Linked DNA regions of Mus musculus: all the other regions are linked to region 2. The links are chromatin contacts, called in public Hi-C and promoter capture Hi-C maps. All regions are on one chromosome and are shown on one strand. The core of a region is the stretch at or near the end of the contact, and the rest is flanking DNA. Distances in the headings are between cores, read along the strand shown.

The links. Promoter capture Hi-C pulls out the DNA fragments that hold promoters and counts their contacts. A called contact is a pair of places that touch in the nucleus more often than the background predicts.
Region 1: a Hi-C map of regulatory T cells shows a contact between it and region 2, with 8 times the contacts expected there. The contact joins the promoter of Bcl10 here to the promoter of 9530052C20Rik in region 2. A contact is called at or near these places in 4 of 484 Hi-C or Micro-C datasets (CD4 T cells, muscle stem cells, regulatory T cells and 1 more).
Region 3: a contact with region 2 is called in a promoter capture Hi-C map of pre-B cells, with 5 times the contacts expected there. The contact joins the promoter of Trmt10a here to the promoter of 9530052C20Rik in region 2. A contact is called at or near these places in 1 of 39 promoter capture datasets (pre-B cells) and 2 of 484 Hi-C or Micro-C datasets (CD4 T cells and CD8 T cells).

Annotation. Positions count from the first base shown.
Region 1 is chr3:145,922,989-145,925,688 of GRCm38.p6, forward strand. It overlaps Bcl10 (B cell leukemia/lymphoma 10), which reads left to right and starts at 1,274. Exons shown (of 3, transcript NM_009740.2): 1 at 1,274-1,527. The coding sequence starts at 1,471.
Region 2 is chr3:142,881,160-142,883,859 of GRCm38.p6, forward strand. 9530052C20Rik (RIKEN cDNA 9530052C20 gene) reads left to right here and starts at 1,336. Exons shown (of 2, transcript NR_152127.1): 1 at 1,336-1,827. It overlaps Pkn2 (protein kinase N2), which reads right to left and starts at 845. Exons shown (of 22, transcript NM_178654.4): 1 at 452-845. The coding sequence starts at 499.
Region 3 is chr3:138,142,076-138,144,775 of GRCm38.p6, forward strand. It overlaps Trmt10a (tRNA methyltransferase 10A), which reads left to right and starts at 1,373. Exons shown (of 8, transcript NM_175389.5): 1 at 1,373-1,521. It also overlaps a transcript of Mttp not described here.

The DNA.
Region 1 (2,700 bases), core at 24-2,523, 3.0 Mb after region 2:
CCAACACAGCTAGCTAGCTTGTGCCACCACACCCTAGCTGGAGGACAGAGGTGTTTGATTTGCTAGAAGAAGATCTGGGTGTAGTTCAGTAGTTGCCATTCAACAGATGGTTGCTACAGGAAAGAGCAAATGATTAAGCAAATTGGGTTATAACAAGACAACGGATGACTAAGGACACAGGAAAACACTCTAGTATACTAGACATCAGCGTAAAAAAAGACCTGGCATAATGTAAACACCAAGATTCCAGAACTCTGATCAAAGCTACAGAGATGTGGCTTTAAGCCTCTACTGGTTCTTTTGTTTTAGATAAAGATTCCTGTTGCCTTTGGTCCTCTTGACATTTCAGTCTACACTTGCAGATTTACTTCATCGACCACATAATCATTTTCTGCCTAGGACTCTATGTGGAGCACCTCATCCACTAGGACACGTTTTGCACGGGCTACGAGTTAAAATATCGTTCTGAAAATAGCCATTTGGCCTCCAATAAACAACTTCCCCATCAGAGCATCCCTAGAATTTACTTACTGAACAGAGATAAAGGATAACAATAAGAGAGTGTAACTGTGTACCAAGTAGCTTCAGAACCTTAAATATACTCCTAGAGGCCCTAGCTTTTTAAATTTGTCTCTACTGCATAGATTAATAAGGAGAAATGCTTCTAATGAATAGAGACTTAAAAGTACCCAAACACTACCTGTGCTGCTAAATTGATGGGATTGCAGGTAATTTTTAAATCTTTTAACAGTTTTTTTTTTTTCTTTGTGTTTTGTCGTTTTGTTTTCTGCTCTCAAGATCTCCTTGCTCCTGTCTCCCTAGTTCTAGGTGGTAAATGGCAGTGGCCCCCCAGAGCAGGCCCTCAAACGGAAGTTATGTGTGCGTGTATACATATACGTATGATCACGCAACTGTAAAACCTGGCTCAGCACAACAGGAAATTGTTCCGCAACATCTGGAAAAGAGAAGCAAACCAAAATGCTCTGGCCGACTCAGCCCACACTCCACCCAAACGAGGAGTCTGCGAAGGCGGGGAGATCCCGCTAAACTGAGCGGCCAGTGCTCCGCCCACGGAAACAAATCCTTCAGGCGTCCAATCCGCAAGCCTATGTAAATGACAAGGGGGCGTGGTTAGAGGGACGCCCGCTGTGGGCGGAGCCACTGCGGAAGCAGAGACGTAACCGAGGGTAGTACTGATTGGCTGGCACGTAGGTGGGTGGGGCCTGCAGGCAGACCCGCCTCGCCGAAGGGTGGTGCCTGAGTTAGGAAGAACGCTGAGCGCGGCACCGCTGGCCCCAGGGGCGGAGCCGGAAGTGGGGCGTTGAGGTCTCCACCTCCTCGTCCGTGAGCCGGCCGTTCCCCCGCTTCTGTTCCTAGTCCCCCCGAAGTCACAGCCTGATTCCCGGAGGCCCGAGCCCTTAGTCTGGGCGGGGTGGCGCGGGCCGGAAGGACGCCATCCCGGCCTGGGCCATGGAGGCTCCCGCACCGTCCCTCACGGAGGAGGATTTGACTGAAGTGAAGAAGGACGTGAGTAGCTCCGCCGGGCTGGGCGCAGCGGGGCGCAGCGGGGCGGGCGGGCGGAGGAAAGCGGAAACCCGGAGCTGAGCGACGGGGAACTTCAGGTCGGAAGAGCGCGGGGTCCTGGCACAGCACGACCTGCCTGCTTCCCGGGAGCTGGCTGGAGACGATCCACCAGCGACCCGGGAGTCCGCGGTTAAGCCTGTCGGTGGGCTTGGATGTTTCCTTGCCATCCGCTCGTCGCTGGTGGCTTTCCATCCTGCCGATCCCCCATCCCACGCCACCGCCGCGGGAGCTGCTAGCCTAGGGAGCCGCCGGAGTGTGCCCACAGCGGGCTTTGGACCAGGCATCCCCGGGCGTAGAGCAGATGGGTGAAACTGGTCTCTATCGGGGGCTGCGGAAAGCTCGCCAGCTGAACGCACGCCCTGGAATTCCCCGAGTAATCAGACGCCCACGTATTTAAATGAAGGGGGTGTGCGTACTTCTCGCTGAGACTTGGTTCCCAGGTAAACGTTGAAAATACTCCCGACTAAATTGGACTCTTCTGCTTAGACCATGTAGAACTTCACAGACACAGTAATATTTGAGGAAATGGCTTTAACCACAACGTGCTTCGTTTTTTTTTTCCTTCCTTTTAACTTCTTTTGCCAGAAAAAAAAAAAAAATCAAATGAGCACAACTTAGATAATATACATGAATTCACATTAAAAACCGGTAACTCGTTCTTACTTAGCACCAAAATGCTGCCGAAAAATCGTCTTTACGAACTTAACCTCAAGTTGTTGAAGATGTATGTGTGCTTCAGACCCCTTTTTCTACCATACTTACCCCTTGTAAAGTTTATTGCGCTGTGCCCATAATTACAACTGATAGAGCTAAGTACCAGGAGGGAAAGGTACGGCCAGGATAACTGCCATAGTTTCCGTGTTCAGTGGAGTTGGTAGGGCACCTGCTGTATGGAAAGCTACACATTCTACTTGAAACAAGGTCTTTGATACCCACTATAGTCCTTAAGAGGACAGTAAACCCTAAGTGTAAAGTCTGGGAGCTCTGTTCCCATGTTCCACAGTTTTGAATTTTCTCACAATCATTAAAGTACCTATAAGGAGAGAATTGCTTTTCATTTTATAGCTGGCAAAACAAGACAAGACCTGTCTGTAGATAGGGGAGGAGAGTGCTGCA
Region 2 (2,700 bases), core at 86-2,585:
CAGATCACGCTACGGGCTCGCGGTCACCTGAAGGCGGCTGGCAGCGCAAGGCCATCACTTCGGAGCGAGCCCTCGGGGGCTCAAGTTCGGGGGGCGCTCTTTGTGCGGTCGGAGGGGAAAGGGAGGGAACCGCCCACAGCCTGGGAGTCATTCAAAGGAGTTAGGGAGCGGGGCTGGGGGGAGGGCGGGGCGGTGACACCCGGAGGGGACCCGAGCGAGTAAGCGGCCCCGCCCGCGGGGACGGGGTCCCGCCGCCCGGTGGCCTCCGAGAGCGCGCGCGGGAGACCGGGTCCCGGGGCGGAGAGGCGGCTCCGGCCTGACACCCCGCGAGTTTCCACACCTAGCGGGCCAGGGGCGCGCCGCGCCGCGCAGCGTCCCCGACCCCGACCCCGCGGCCGCCTTCCCCTCCCGGGTTCCCCGGGCGGCGCTCCCGCAGGGCCGCGGCCCTTACCTGCAGCTCGGTGAGGAGGATCTCCCCCCGGTCGGGGTTGGACGCCATGGCGCTCCGCTCGGGCCTCCGCACCTGAAGGCGCCCAGCGGCGCGGCCGAGGGAGAAGGCGGGACGGGAGAGCCGGGCGGGGGGCGAGGACCGGAGAGAAAGCGGCAGCTAGGGAGTCATGGAGGCGCGGCCCGGCTTGCAGGCGCGGCTCATGGAGAGCGGCGGGGAGCGAGGGCCCTCGCGGCGCGGCTCCCCTCGCCGCCCGCCGCCGCCCGCCGGACTCTGTTCCCTCAGCCGCTCCCTCAGGGCGACGCCGGGAGCCGACTCGGAGCTCTCGGTGCGGGGCGCAGCGGCCGCGGCGGCAGCTCCTCCTGTCGCACCATTTGGCTGTCACCGCGTCGCAAAAGCGGCCGCGCTTGGCGGCTGCCGGCGCACGTGACTGCCGCGGGGCCCCGCCCCCTGCTGGGCGGGCTCTGGGAAGCCAAGGAGGGTTGGCGGGGACCCCAGGGCCAGGCGCGCGGGGCGGGGCGGACTCTGGGCGGGCCCGGATGACAGGGAGGCGAAAGGCCCCGGGCTCGCGTCGCCGGGAGGCGGGAAGTCGAGCGAGCAGACCACACCCACCGCGGCTGCGCTTAACGGCTCTGCGCGAACGCTAGGTCTGGCCTCCGGCCGGCCGCAGATTGAGCCTCGCTTCGGCCCTCCCTGCTGGGGAGCCGCGCCCTCCCGCCCGCCCACCCCGAGCTGTCGCTTCCTCCCTCCCCCACCTGCCGAAGCGTGTCCACCTCTCGCCTTTGGCTCGCGCGACGTCGCCACCAGTAAGGTGCACCGCGAGCCAAACCCGGGCGGAAGAGGCCCTTGGGAGAAGTGGGCGTGGTCAGGGCGCCAGCCTCTGCTCCGAGCAGTCCCCACGGGCTGCCTTTTCCTCGAGCGCTACCCTGAACTCTGTGGTTGGGACTAGAAAACTACTGAGCTCAAAGCTGACTTAGCTCATTTGTTGATTTTTTTTTTTTCAACGTAAGTTTAATGGAAAGAGATGAGGCAGAATCAGCGTCGGGAAGGAGCCAAAGCCGACTTTACTTGGGGAGGTATAAATGAGAACTAACTACTTAGTTGCAGAGTCTACTTAGTAGTGAGCCTTAACTAGCTACTTAGCAGCCTATCGGAATTAGCTACTTAGTAGCACAGTCTACTTAGTAACATAGTGTAACTTGTGGGAAAATGGACTTCTACAAGTAACACTTATGTATCACAAGTATCAACAGATACTTTTTTTGTCTAATCAATGAGTGGACACTCTCGGTAAACGCTTCCCTTGGGGTTCTGAAGATTAAGTGCATCTAATATAGCTGGTTCAAAGCAATGTGGACAAAGTGGTGATGGCTATTTAGGTGAGTATGGCAGGTTTCAGGTGGGTAGCTACAAGTCTGAGAAGCACTTTACCTTTCATGGGACATTGATGCAGGCTCCTGCAGATTTTTCTCCAAGAGTCTCAGAAATCATTGAAGTCAGAAATCATTGAAAATCTAGAGTTCTGTGACTCCGGCTCACAATATACTGGCAAAACTTTTCCGTTCTGTACTTCAAAAGTTTTACTATTTATATGTTTAATGAATTGCCTGGGCTGAAAATGATAAAAGCAACAAGTGCCTTAATTATTAAGTTACATAATCAACTTTAGAATGCGTTTAATGGATGAACACTGTTACTTCGCCAAGTGTCGTCTTAGGAATACTGTTTCACTCTAGAAACTGCTTATAGCTTAAGTGAAATATTTGTAAACACGCATCCAGTTTCATCATACTGCAGAGTGTGAAATACTTTGCTAGAGCTGGAATTGGCTTGTAATTAACCGTTGCTTCAAGAATGGCAGAGCTGTAAATCTGAGACACATTACTTTGTCTTCATACTTACTATAGTGTGAGTAACATTTTTAACTCCTGCTATTAAAATGGAGGCTTATTAATCAAGGAAGCAACAAGGAACTAACAACATTGGGAGAAGCCAAGTTATATGATTACCTTCCCTAGTAACTAACAGAGAGAGTTAGGCCCTGGAGTTATGAGTAGTCTTAAGAAAGAGTCTATAACAAGTAAGTGGGGAGTCCTCTTGAGGAAGCAGTGTTGTGTCCAAAAACACTATTACAATTTTAAATGGTAGGTACAAAGTGGTAGTATGATTTTTACTGTAAAGTATACACAACAAAACTTACCATTTAAAGTGGGTCACTAGATTCCTATTGATATGTTTTTCTTTTTCTTTTT
Region 3 (2,700 bases), core at 123-2,622, 4.7 Mb before region 2:
ACAATCATTTAGTCATTGCTGTACAAAATCCTAAGCCAAAGACAATGAACTGTCAACTGTGTTAAACAAGCCTGAGTTTTATAAATCAATGACTTCCTTACATCACAGGACTTTATCTTAAACTTTTATATGCTTCTTTGGCTAAACTGCAGTTTTTACTCGTACCTTTTTTTTTTTTTTTTTTTCATACTTTGGATTGATTCTGCAACCATGAGATCAAATAACCAAGTCAAATTTGGTCACATCATAAAAATGAGGATTTTTCTCCTAACTTAAAAACTCTTTTAGATATCAAGGATGCTAGGCATTACCTCTAAAACTGTACCGTTATTTTAAAGACAGATCCCATAAGGGCAACAGAACAGCTGCTGAAAGATCTGGCACACCACTCTGCCAGCCTGAATTTAATGACCTACATGTGAAGGGCTCCATATCCAGTTACTAACCCTCCCTCAGCTACTCTCTGCCCTGATACGGAGGCAGCCGAAAAAAGATGCCCTACTAACAGCTCATAAGTGGATTCACATTTTACTGCCAATGTTCAGTTAACAGAAATCTCTAAGATTTGAGAGATCCACAACACAGAGCATGTGATCCACATCTTTTTCCAAATAAAAACAGAGTTTAAAAAAGATCTCCCCCACACACTAAATTCAGAGACGATTCAGTTCATTTAAGAGCCTGTAACAAGTTCAAAAGGTCAAGCAACAAGAAAAATCTAATGATGGGTCTTTATTTGAAAAATAGTTTTTTATCTGCAAATTCTACAGATTCATCCATCAGAAAAGCCAAATTAAAACAAAACAACTACAAAAAGACCAACCTACCCAACTGTTTGGTTTTTCTTTTTCCCTCGGTTGACTTGGTCTATATTTAGCAAAAAGATTATATAAGGTCAAGTATTTACAAACGATGAAATATCACTAGTGTTTTGCAAAACAGCATAAACAAAACCTCAAAGGATGGACTGTAAAGTATTATGTTTTACTAAGGACATAAAAAGAAAACTTTAAAATTCCTAAGTTCGATGAATTTCTATTAAAAATTTCAGTTTACAATTTTTTCACTTATGAAAGACCATTGGTAACTTTCTTACATAAATTAGAAGTACGTTGGGCAATACTAGATCATCCTCTCAACGCAGAAAAAAATAAGAGCATTTCGTCTGTTTCGCATTTCAATTTCTTTCAGTGGGGCGATCTTCGCCTCGAGACCCGAGCTTACACAGGCCTGTGGGTAGAAATGCAACGCTTGACCGGGAAAAACGCCTCGCGGTAGCCACTAACCATTCCCGCAAAACCCAGGCCCAGACCCCGCCCCCTACAGGCTCCTCCTCTTTCTCCGGTTTGGAGTTAGCGCAGTCCGATGACGTAAGCCGTAAGTGCCGTAACCGGGCGCGCAACCACCGCCTCTGCCTCTGGGAGTTGAAGTTTCTGAAGGAGGACGACCGCGTGGAGCCGAGAACACTTCAGAAAGGCTTTCTAACCGCACCCCGGCGTTCCCCACCGGCCCCGCGGCACGGTAAATATGGCACTGCGGCTGTCGTGCCCCTGCCCGTTGGTATCCTTTCGGATGCCAAAGGAGCGTGAGCTACCCTAGCCTCCGCTGCAACCAAGGCTTCCGGAGTAGAGGGTGAGGGCCTGGGAAGTAGTTGCCGGTTTGCGGAGGAAGTGGCGTCAGGTGTGCGTTTTCCACGCCCCTCGCCACTCACGTGCCGTCTTCCAGAGTCGTGATTGGTCAGCTGCGGTTCGTTCGCGGGCGCAGGGCCCCGCTCGGGGCGTGCGCGCGCCCGGTTGTCGCCGCGGTGTGCGCTCCGGGTTTCTGTTGTTTAGGAGAGTCCCTACCGGAAGTGTGGCAGAAAGGAGCCATGTGGAGTCTCAGGGTAGCTTGTCGCAACGCTGCGTTGCGCCTAGAGGGCAGGCGAGCCGTTTTCCCTTCTTTTCCTCTTTTTCCTTCCCTGGGTCAGGCCGTCGCATGTAAGGGCGCCGAGGGGCAGTTGCTGCCCAGGCGGCTCGGCCTCGTGGTCAGCTGAGGATGAGGTTAAGATGGACGCGTTACCGGTTGCCACTGAAATATTTTGTGTTTAAAATGTGGTTGCGTGTCCGGAGATGTAAAATTACTCATTTAAAAAAAAAAAAAAAAAAAAGCTCTCCTGAGATTCCCTCCCAAGCCAGAACTCAAGCCAAAGGGACTTTGACAACTGAACAAAGGGCTATTGCTACTGCGGTACAGACCAACGCGTTTAAAAATAAAAAAAAATAAAATAACATAAAAATACCCTGAAGTAGGCATGTATTGATTTTAGAGTTACCGAAAAGAAAGCTTAAAGACTACGAGGGCCGTTTTAGTCGATTTGATAACAGCCGGGTTTTTGTCTTTGGCATTAAGTGACGTATGCTCTTCCCCACACCAGATAGTCTTTGTCAGTATTACTCAGTTTTGAGTTTTGTAATCCTGTCTGATAACTTATATCCAAGAATTAACCATCCAGGTTTTTTCTTTTTAAGATATGCTAAAGTAAAGTCTCAGAGTTGTTTTATCTTTCTGTAAAATGTTCTTAAATACTTGTTAGACTTGGATTAGTGGATTAAAATGTGCTTTAAGCATCACTGCTGGTCTGGGAGAAGCCTCAGACTCGCTGCCATAGAGATTCACCTCGTGACCCAAACTAAAGCCGTGTGTTCAAAAGTGCCGTGTTTT